Linked DNA regions of Macaca fascicularis: region 2 is linked to region 1. A link is a contact called in public Hi-C data. All regions are on one chromosome and are shown on one strand. Each heading gives the region's core, a stretch centred on a gene start, on an enhancer-like site or on the middle of the called end of the contact. The rest is flanking DNA. Distances are from core to core; before and after follow the strand shown.

Evidence for each region. A called contact is a pair of places that touch in the nucleus more often than the background predicts.
Region 2: a contact with region 1 is called in a Hi-C map of liver, with 4 times the contacts expected there. The contact joins the promoter of ATG12 here to the promoter of TMED7 in region 1. A contact is called at or near these places in 2 of 2 Hi-C or Micro-C datasets (liver and skeletal muscle).

What each region holds. Positions count from the first base shown.
Region 1 is chr6:122,206,073-122,211,923 of T2T-MFA8v1.1, forward strand. TMED7 (transmembrane p24 trafficking protein 7) reads right to left here and starts at 2,941. Exons shown (of 3, transcript XM_005557548.5): 1 at 2,509-2,941. The coding sequence starts at 2,700.
Region 2 is chr6:122,428,493-122,434,343 of T2T-MFA8v1.1, forward strand. It overlaps ATG12 (autophagy related 12), which reads right to left and starts at 3,188. Exons shown (of 5, transcript XM_045394124.2): 1 at 2,916-3,188; 2 at 2,692-2,914. The coding sequence starts at 2,996. It overlaps AP3S1 (adaptor related protein complex 3 subunit sigma 1), which reads left to right and starts at 3,239. Exons shown (of 5, transcript XM_073994080.1): 1 at 3,239-3,411. The coding sequence starts at 3,343.

The DNA.
Region 1 (5,851 bases), core at 1,691-4,190:
GGAAGAGACATTGGGTTGAATGAAGGGTTCCCAAACCACCATGTGATTGGGTAGCACAAGACTGTTATTTTCAACCTTGAACCCTCTTGGTTAGCATACTGACATTCTAGGTCAGTAGAACAGAGTTCAAACTGTGGATTTAAAAGAAGGATCTGTGACGTGTGACCTTTTCTCACTTAAGAGAGAAGATACTAACTGAACTATGTTACAGATCATTTTGATAATCAAATGAAAATAATTATGCACTTAGGAAACTGTAAAAATATGTAAATGTTAATATACAGATAAAATGTTTTGATATAAAAATGTCTTATCAATTGGAGATTTACCAATCCCCATCCTCACCAAAAAGTAACTTTTTCTCCAAGTGAAAATAATAACTTCATTTTACTATACTGAATTATTCATACCTGACCATTGTATTTTGAATAATCAAACACATACATACAAACTGAATAGGACCAGAACTTATCATCACCCCACTTCTCTTCCATCAAACTTAAAACAAGTAATCTTGTTAAGTATCCCTTTAAACCTGTCCAATCACCTACTATTGAAACTGAGGATCATCCCAAACCAAGTGTCCCTATCTATCCATACGATCACACAAATCTCTCAATCTTTTTGCCCTCTCAAATTCATCGCATTCCTAAACCACAATCCAGACAGGACTATTGCCACAACTTCCTAAAAGGTCTTCCCACTACCCAATATCTTCTCCCTCTAACTCAGGGTTTCTCAACCTTGGCATTATTCCCATTTTGAGCTGAATAATTCTGTGTTGTAGGACCCTGTACTGTCCTGTGCACTACAGCACGTTAAGCAGCATACCTGGTCTCTACCTACTAGATGCAGGTAGCTGCCCTTCTAACATGATGCCAAATGTCTCCTGGGAAGGAGGGGTGCCAATCTCCTCATCCTTCCTCATTCCCCACTGAGCAATCACTTAAAAACTTTTTGATAATTACCTGTGGCCTGCAGAAAAATCGAAACCTGTTAACAATGGTATACTATTCACTGTTCTTCCTCCCAGGTAGCTTCAGAACCTCTTTTATTCACAGCCTTACTCATTCTATGTTCCCAAAATGCCACACTACCAGAAATTCTCTGAACAAGTCTTTGCTTTACATCTGCACTGACGGTGCAGTTCAACAGGGTTTGCTAAAGAAGAATCACAGGGCTCAAAATGACAGTGTTTGCAAATCTACAGTTTATTACTGTATGTTATAATGTCATAAATCTACAGTTTATATTATATTACTATATATGTCTATGTAAGCTCTCTGAGGTCAGAGTCAGTCTCTGGGAGGTAGTATAATAAAGTGGTTAAGAATTTAACTTGGGACTGAAAAGAGTCCCAAAAGGAAAAGAATATAAAACATCACAGCCAAAGGCTGTCTCACAGCAAGAGGTCTGAAAAGGTCAGGTGTGGGCTCCTTTGTCTTCCCTCTGTTAGGTCTGTGGCCAGACACATACTCGCTCAGATCTGGAACCACCCAAGTGTGCAAACAAAACACCCTGGAACCAAGGAACACAAAATGGAGTCTTGACCACATTTTTAAATATTTCGCTGGTCACATAGGCATATTCCTGCTATGAAGCTAGTCTCAACAACAGAGCTCTGTGTTGGGGGTGTGGTCTCACCAAGACCAGGAGCAAATCATCAATCTCACTGTTACCAATAAATAATGTTGACAAACTGGTACAAACTGCCCCCAAAGCCCTTGGACTCACAGTCACAAAGCTATTATAATAGCTTTACATTAAAGCTAATAATATATAGTTTTGTGACAATATATGTAACTATAGTCACAAAACTATTATTATTCAGTGTATTTCACTGTCATGCACAAATGTTAGCAATATAGTTCAGGCTAATTTCAGGCCTGCTGGAACTGTCATGAACATATCTGCCTAGGGCCCCTTCTTCTCTCCTCTGCTGCCTTGTCGAACAACGGCTACTTACCTTGCAGACTCAGCTCTAATATCAGCTCCTCAGCTAAATTTCCCAATGATCCTTCTGTCTTCTGCCAGCACTATACCTAGTGTGTACCTTTATTGTTGCATTTAACATTTTATGACTATATATGTCTATACAAGCTCTCAGAGGTCAAACTCAGTCTCTGGAAGGTAGTATAATAAAATACTTCAAATTCAATTAAATTGGAAGTGTGGATTAGAGAGTTGACACTGGGTACTATAGAATATAAATGATTTTCTTTAAGGGAATATTTTAAGGAAGGAAGTTCAATAGGCCTTAAATATGAGAATGGAAAGAAATGCTAGAGGGAGCATTTCTGGAATTCATACATTTTAACATCCGGTCTTAACATCTCTCACTCCAGGTTTATTAGAGGAAAGTCAAATGCTGGGCATCAGCTACCTGGAAGCGATTTTTGAATTAGCCTAAGAACGGGTTAACACGGACAGGAAAGTGCCATCCCTCAACTTACACCCCCAACCCTGGAGCCGCGAGTTGGGGCCCAGGGACTGCTAGGCCCCTGATACCTGGAACTCCAGGGTGCACTTGGTGCCCTGAGCGATGTCCTCGTAGAAGCACTGCTTGGCGTTGTCAGGAAGCTCGAAGGTGATCTCAGAGGCGCCTCCGGGTCCAGGCACCAGCAGCAGCAGTGCGAGCAGCCCGCAGCCCCAACGGCCCGCGGCGGCCGCCCAGCGCTGCGCGGACCCCGGCCGCGGCATCCCGAGAAGTCGGCGGCCTCAACCGAGCTGCAAGACGCAGGGTCAGTTCTGCGCGGACTCACCGTGCGCGGCAGGCCTCAGCGCAGGCCGCCCCGCAAAGATACACGGCAGAGCAGGTTCGCGCCTGTGGGAGATTCGGGATCAGAGCTACCCTCCGGGTTCCTATGAGGGGCGCAGAGGGGCGCACCAGGAGAGGTGAAAGAGAAGCGGAAAAGGACTATGAGGGTCGGAAGTGGGGATTAGCCCTTGGGGGGGAAGGGGCGGAGCCTGAGACACCGGCTCCCGTGACCCGGATGTGTTCTCCTCCGGGGACAGGCGTTAGAGTGCGTACGTGGAAGCCCGCGAGGCGTTGGCTCTTCTTCCGTCGCAGCCTGGGACGAGGGGCGGGGCCAGAGTCGTGGGTGGAGAGGAGCGAGGCCAGGAAAAGGGGAGTGGCGGCCGCGGTGGTTACAGGCTATTGGCGAGGGTAATTACGCTCCACTCACTCGCTTTTTTTTTTTTTTTTTTGAGACAAGAGTCTCGCCCTGTCACCCAGGCTGGAGTGCAGTGGCGCCATCTGGGTTCACTGCAACCTCCGCTGGGAACTTAGCGCTGGGGAGCATCGAGGGAGTGGTAAAGGGCTCATTTTGCCCTAGGGTGCTAATCTTTGGTGGTAGAGCCCTCTGCAATTTGCAGAGTTTTCTCATAAGTAATAATAAATATTTGGACAGGAGCTGGACAAGGAGTGCGAATTCTAAGAGCAGACTGCAGGAGTTTTGCCATGTACTGGCTGTGACGTCCGGCCACTTGCTTAAACTCTCTGCCTCAGTCTGTGTCTGTAGAATGGAGATAATAACACCTACCATAGAGAATTATTACAAAGTTTCAATATTTGGAAAAACTACTTAGAAGTGGTTGGTACATAGCAAGCACTAGATGAATTTTTGTTACATAAATTAAACGTCTTCGAGCACGCCTTATCATCAAGCACTGTGCTGAGCACATTACATATATTATGTCATTCCATCCTTCAAACAACCTCATAAGGTATTATTACGCCTTTTCACTGATGAGAAAATTGAGTATCAAAAACATTGAGTAACTGCCTATGATCACACCACTGATTTGTGTTGAAGTGCTTAAAAATAATAGTATTAATAAGTAATAATAACAGCTAACAGGTGATGATTCTTATAGTGCATTATACATTTTCTCATACATTATACACACGAATTAGATATTATTCCTTTTTAAATGATTAGATGAGGGTCTAGTCAGCAGAAGATGAGTAGAGGGTTTTATGAAAAGGAAATAGAGGCAGATAGAAAGCAGTCAGACAGGGAAATGAGAGGGTGAGAGTAGGGGTGAGTGGGTAGTGGGGTATGAAGGGAGGAAGATGCAGGGCTGCTGTGCAGTCCTCCAGCCGCCTGAAGTGCCCAAAGTCTCCACAGTGGGGAAATGAGGGGAGAAGATTTGAAGTCAAGGTTCTTAGTTATTGGGTGGGGATCTGGGGAAGGTTGAGCCTTCCTGAGAAATGGGCCAGAAACCGAAGCATTATTTGTCTTAGTGAGTAGGAAGAAATCTGAATTCGAAAAGAGAAAACATGGGTTCTTATTTACTAATTATGTGACCCGGGACAAGTAACATTGATCTTCTAAATAAACCTCAGTTTCTTCATACATCAAATGGTAATACAAACAAACAGACACAAAAGGATGAATACGATTAAAATCACAATGCAATACATTACATACTGCTAGATAGGCAAAAATTTTAAGTGTAACAGTAACAGATATTGGTCAACTTACAGAGCCACAAAACCTCTTATACACTGCTAGTGAAAAAGCAAATTGGTTAATTAAGTTGGAAAACAATGTGCTGTTATCTAATAAGGTAGAATATATGTATACACATAACACACACACCTATATTCAGTGTGTGTGTGCATATATATATATATATATAGCCTGGAATATATAGCCACCGCCTGGAAATTTCACTTTACATATATTTATAGAGTATATGCTTTAGAGCAGTGGTTCTCAAGTGTTGCTCTGAAGACCCCCAGAGGCCTCTTGAAACGCTGTCAGAGGGTATGTAATGATCTGTGTGAAGCTGGATTTTCATTATATATTTCAACCAAAACAGCACAACAGAGTGAATATCAAAGGAAATGAGCACCCAGCTTCTTCTGTAAATCTAGATTATGAAAGATTTATGAAAATAAGGTCACTCTTCTTGCTAAATTTTTATTTGGAAAATATTTTTATTAAAAGGTGTTATTTATGTAAATGTGTGCGGTGAGTTGCATTGTGTCCCCCTAAAAAATACATGTTCAAAGTTTCAACCCCTCCACTCCGTGAATATGATTTTATTTGGAAATAGGGCTTTTCACAGATGTAATTAAGTTAAGGACCTCAAGATGAGGTCATCCTGGGATTTAGGGTGGGCCCTAAATCTAAAGACTGTTATTCTTATGGTATGGTTTGGCTGTGTCTCCACCCAAATCTCATCTTGAATTGTAGTTCCCATAATCCCCACATGTCATGGAAGGGACCCAGTGGGAGGTAATTGAATCATGGGGGCAAGTTTTTCCCATGCTGTTCTCCTGATAGTGAGTAAGTCTCATAAGATCTGATGGTTTTATTGTAGTTCCCATAATCCCCATGTATCATGGGAGAGACCAGGTGGGAGGTAATTGAATCATGGGGGCAGGTTTTTCCCATTTGTTTATGTTTCCCATAAAACAGTATTCGTGTTTATAATGTACCAATCGTGTTTATAAACATATAATGCACGTATAATGCATTGTTCATGTTTGTAACAGGTAGTTAGCTACATGAGATCTGATGGTTTTATAAAGGGCAGTTCCCCTGAACACGCTGTCTTGCCTGCTGCCATGTAAGATGTGCTTTTGCCATGTAAGATGTGCTTTTGCTCCGCCTTCGCCTTCCACCATGATTGTGAGGCCTCCCCAGCCATGTGGAACAGTCAATTCATTTAACTTATTTTTCTTTATAAATTACCCTGTCTTGGGTATTTCTTCATAGCAGTATGAACATGGACTAATACCCCTTATAAGAGAAGGGAAGATTTCAGATGCACAGACACAAAGATACAGGGGGCAGAGTGGGAGGAGGGGAATGGCATATTGAAGACAAAGATACAGATT
Region 2 (5,851 bases), core at 1,938-4,437, 220 kb after region 1:
TAAGGTTTCAATGATCCAAAACACAGATATGCAAATCCAAACCCTATGAATCTGTCTCTTGAATAAAGTTATTTGCTAAAAAACAACAAACAAACAAACATCTGGCCAGGCGCGTAAGGTGGCTCACGCCAGTAATCTCAGCGCTTTGGGAGGTCAAGGAAGGAGGATCACTTGAGGTCAGGAGTTCAAGAGGGCCCAGTCCCCTTCCAACTTCTTGTTCAAGACTAGCCTGGCCAACATGGTGAAACCCCGTCTCTACTAAAAATACAAAAAATCAGCCAGGGGTGGTGGTGCATGCCTGTAATCCCAGCTACTTGGGAGGCTGAGACAGGGGAATCACTTGAACCCGGGATGCGGAGGTTGCAGTGAGCCGAGATGCGCCACTGCACTCCAGCCTGGGTGACACACTGAGACATCCTCTCAAAAAAAAAAAAAAAAAAAAAGACATCTGCAGTCAAAAACCAAGACACATTGAAAGCAAAATAGTGTATTGCTGCCCCCTAAAGTTAACTCTACTCTACTACACCCTTCTTGCTCCATTCTTTTGGTATTAAATGTTGGAGCCGAAAGATCAGAGGTCAATTTATTCAAGTTTACCCCTGGAATGAAGGCATCTAGAACACATGATGCATGCACATTTTATCTTCCTACTAAAGAACTAATTATCCTAGGCCCAGTTATCTCGGGAATAGGAATGTATTTGGAGAAAACATGGGATTTTATTTATCCTATCTTTCATACCTCCCTTCACTGCTCCCTCAATCCCCTGGGGCTATCAGTAAATCGATTAACGCAATTAAACATTTCCAGAAAGTGAAGCAGAAAATATCATGAGTTATGCTACCTCAGGAAGAAGTGTAAGACAGTGAGAAACTAGAGAAGGAAAATAATTTAATTACAGTTGCCCTCTCTTTTTAATTTTAAAGGTAATTTGCCTGTAGTTTTGAACCCCGGATACACATTAGAATCAACTAGGAAAACACTTACTCCCCAGGTAACCTAACATACCGCCAGTGCCAAAACCTTGGTCTGTTTCAACAATCTTTCTTCTGTAGATTAAAACAAAGGCTGAGGATACAAAACAGTTAAGCTGCTTTCATCAGATTATCCTCAACAAATGATGACAACCTCAAGGTAGGAATAGTTAGAAATAGGTTAGGAATAGAAAGTTTTATATTGGAGAGGCAAACTCAAATGCTAACAAGAGCCAGAAAATAAAAATCTGATCCTTAAATGACAGTTCAATTTGCAAAAAATACTGTTCAGACCAAGAAAATATGCCCTCGAGCAATATTTCGATTGTAAGCCACTGTTTTTTTAGCTTTTCACACAGCTATCATCAGGGTCAAGTAATAAGCTTTTGACTAAGACTGTTAGACCTTAAAACGAATCTCGGAAAGTCCGCTCTTGCCTATAGTACATTGGAAGAAAAAACGCAACAAAAAACTGTAAAACCTGCGGAATTCTTTTGAAGAAAGATTCTAGCGGCTATCCATGAAAAGTCTCACAGTGCATCACGTGGAAATGGGAGTCTGACTTAAAGGGGGAGGGGGGCAGTCTTGGGAGAGAATTATCCTCCACAGCAGCAGAAGTTGAAGAAAAGGCAATGAGACCAATGTCTTTTTTTTTTTTTTTTTTTTTTGAGGTGGAGTTCGCTCTTGTTGTCTAGGCTGGAGTGCAACAGCGCGACCTCCGCTCACTGCCACCTCCGCCTCGTGTGTTCAAGCGACTCTCCTGCTTCAGCCTCCCGAGTAGCTGGGATTACCGGCGCGCGCCACCACGCCCAGCTAATTTTTATATTTTTAGTAAAAACGGAGTCTCACCATGTTGGCCAGGCTGGTCTCGAACTCTTGACCTCAGGTGATCCACCCGCCTCGGCCTCCCAAAGTGCTGGGATTTACAGGCCTGAGCCACCGCGCCCTGCCAGAGACCACTGTCATCTTAAGACTGAACGCGGAAAACTTGTCTATGGACAAAATCAGCCTCTCTGAATCGAGGATGCTTATATGCTGCTTTTCTCATAGGCAACTCTAACTCTAGAGAGTGCTTTAGAACACGTAACCTTGGAAATCTCTTTTACAAAGGAAAACATTCTCAAACAATAAAGGGTTGAGGATAGCTGGTTCAAGCAATGAAATAACTCAAAAAGGTTCCAAAATGTGTTTCTTAAAAAGGTAACATCTATGCCTTTAGCTTTCCCTTAGCAGTCTTCATTTTGCGTAAGAATTTGGTTTTTGGTTTAAGGAGCGAATTCACAACCAACTGGGAGGGGGAAAAAACCAAAAAAGCGAGTAAGTCGGAAGGCGTGAATTCTAATCCAGGCTTTGCCAGTGACCATCCCTACCACCTTAAAACATTATTAAAATAATTAGCTCCTGTGTTAAGTACCTGGAATTACCGAGAACCCCCACTCAGCTCCCTCCCTCCTTCAAAGAGCTTGCAGTCTGGCCAACTCAAAGAATATAGAAAGGGGTGTGGCAGCCAAGTATCAGGACCTACACCGACAGACATAGTATTTTAACACTCAACTCATAAGCCTTAAAAATCAAAAAGTACACTTCTTCTGATGACTAGTCAAAATGCAGGTCTAGGACGGGAGTTCCTCTAAATTTTGCTTCTTTACTGGCCGCCACCCCCAGTCGGATGCAATCTGAACCTCCCGCCTCTCTGCCCGGAAATAAATTCAGTTACTTTTTTTCTTGGTGTCGCCAGCAGGTTCCTCTGTTCCCGGGGAAACTGCAGCGGAAGACGGGGGCTCCGGGGTGGTTGTTTCTGGGGAGACCTCCGTAGGTCCTTCCCCTCCAGCAGCACTTGAGGGAGGAAGCTGCAACATGGACTGCGGCTCCTCCGCCATCTTGCTTGGAGAGATTGGAGAACGGAAGTAGCGATTGAGCGCGTGCAGTGGGCGTGCTTTTTCTCCAGAGAGCGTAGCAAAGGAGGCGCCGGAGAAGGGGAACCCAATTCCACAGTGAAACTTGGTGTTCCTGGCAAGTCATTCAAATCGAAGCTGTGGCAGACTTCTGAACGTTAATAACGCAACATGTGTTTCTCCGCGACTACAGACCTCAGTAAAGGAGAGGTGGGCAACGTCTTCGTGCTTGGTCGAATGCGCACACTCCCCTGTTGGGCCGCTGGCTCGGACCTACAAATGTTTCCGCTTTCCTCAGTGCCTGCCCCGCCCAGGCCCCGCCTCTCGGGCCCCGCCCGGCGACACGGGAGCGCGCGCGGGCGCGTACGGGAGGGGGCGGGTGGGGAAGGATCGCCGGCGAGATTACGAGGCGAGGCTCGTGCGCCCGCCCCCGCCCTGGCCCCCAGTGCCCACCCGGTCGGCCAGGCACAGCCATGATTAAGGCGATCCTAATCTTCAACAACCACGGGAAGCCGCGGCTCTCCAAGTTCTACCAACCCTACGTGAGTATCCAGCTGCTGCTGATCCGGGCGAGGGGGAGTCGTTGGCGACGGGCAGCGCCCAGCGCGGCTTCCTCAGAGCGACCCCCTCCGGCGCGCTGCGGCCCTTCTCCCATCCTGGCCGCCTGGCTCTCGCCGGCTGTCAGCCTCCCGGTGGGTGTGGACGGGGTGCCCACCTCCCTGCCGCGCGGTCAGCCACCGACGTGGCTTTGCCCGGGCGGTTCCTCCGCCCGTCGGTGGGCTGCGTGCCTTCCCGGCTGCGCGGGCGAGGCCCTGGAGACTTCCCGGTGCCTGGCCCTCGCCGATCGGGCAGCGGCAGCCCACCCGCGCCCCGGAGCCCTGCGCCCCGGCCCCAAGAGCCAATCCCGCGCGACTGCCTTGTGCCGCCCGCGGCTGCAGTTAGCTCGGGAGGAGGAAGACCGGGCGGGACTTGTTCTTCTCGCCCCCCTTCCCCGACTCCCAGCCTTTGCAAGTGGACTTCTTTCTGTTCTTTGGACAGATGGGCTACTGGTTTTCACTGTAATCCTCTCATAGGGCAGGAACTTTGGCTTCCTGCGTTTGATAACTGCACGCTCTGTACAGTCTCTCTCCTGTATGTTTCGATACGTGACCGACTGCCCAGTGTGACTTTCAGGTGCCTCCTTATTAAAGAGGAAGATACGTGAGGACCTAATGTTTTTATCAGGCCTTTTAGCAGCTGGCTGCAAATTATTTACCCTCGAAGTAACCGGCGACGTTTGTAGTTGAGTGATTGGAACTGTGGTTCTATACGTAAAAGTTATGATTCTTTACCTAAAAGTTTTAGGTTCTATACCTAAAAGTTAAGCTTCTGGTTTGGCATTTTTCCACGTATGGGAATTTGCCATCATTTATAGTTTTTTTCTATTTATGAAGAATAGTAGCATTTGTAGAACTTCTCTTTTAGATGTGTGAATACTGTTTAGTATGGACAAGTGCAGGAGGCATTAAGGTAGTAGAGATAAGTGATTTATTGATGATCGAGGAAGGGTTTTATAGAGGTATGTGCTCATCTGAGCGAAAATTCACTAGCTGAAACACATAAAATTGGGTTCCCAGTGGTAGGATTAATGTGAGGTGTAACTGTTGTGTGGTATTGTGGCACTTTGCTTATAGCCAGAAATGAGCTTTCAATTCAATTTTGAAATTGTGCCAAGGCTAACACTTTTATGCAGATAAGTCCCAGATGGAAATCAATCTTGCCGTTACAAAGTAAATGTTAAAATGTCAGTTTGCCTAAAATGATAATGCAGTCTGTGGAGGTGTTAGTTGAAGTGAGAAATCTTGAGCTTATTCTTCATTTTTTTTTCAGTTGTTTTGCTTTTGCTAGCTATAAAGAATATTTTCTGCTACTCCTGTGTGGTTTTAATTTAGTATAACTTAAATACTGATGGTCTGTTTAAAAATTCTACATCATTCTGTAATCCAGCTTAAATTCTAGTTGATCCTCCCGAGTGAAAAAAATGCCATTAACTTTACCTGTTTGTTAAAAGATAGTACCGGCCTTTATTGAAGGAATCTTTTTCATAACCATTTTGCCAGTGTCATCCATTTGCAGTATAAAAAAGGTATGTTGCAATAGTGAAACAATTCAAAAAATTATTTTTCCATATCTAAACTTAAGCAATGTTCAAAACAGTGGGTTTTCTGGCTAATCCATATAATCAGTGTATACTATTCGTGTAGTATAGAATGTAACTATCTACTGAAAAATGCATTTAATTTAGAAACTCAGGAATCTGCCTTTCCCTTGTCCAAAAGTGGAACAGAAGTATTGTTTACCATCACTCACTAGGTAGCAGTGACGGTTAATGTGGGAAGAGGCAGTTCTGGCAGCAGTGGCAGCTCTGGTGGCATTTTTGGCCATGGTATGAGTGACAGTGCCACTGAGGGCAGAGAGCTAGAAGATATATAAAGAAGAATCTGGTGGTCACTGGCCATGTATAAGTGGAGTATGAGAAGTTGTTTCTGTGTATTAAGTTTCTATAAGTTGGGTTTTGCTGAGTGTGGTTTTTTTTGTCTTTCGGGAATAATTTAAGATTATTTACATATTTGCTTCCTCCACTAGACCATAACCTTTTTGAGGACAGTTATTTTTTTTTCATTCATTCATTCCATCAGTTTGTCGACAGATATTTAATTCATGCCTACCATATGCAGAAACAGTTTTAAAATCTGAAGATGAACAGATAACTTTTGCCCTTGCTTGAGAAACATAGATAGAGCTATTAAGGAGTAGGCTATATTATAGCATGCCAGATAGTATTAAGTGCTGTGGAAAAAAAATAAAGCACGGAACAGTCTTAGAGACTGAGAGGATGACAGTTGAAAATAGGATAGTCTGGTAAGTTCTCACTGAGAAGGTAGCATTTGAGCAAAGACTTGAACAAGGTAAGAAAGGCAGCCTTCCAGATATCTAGGGGAA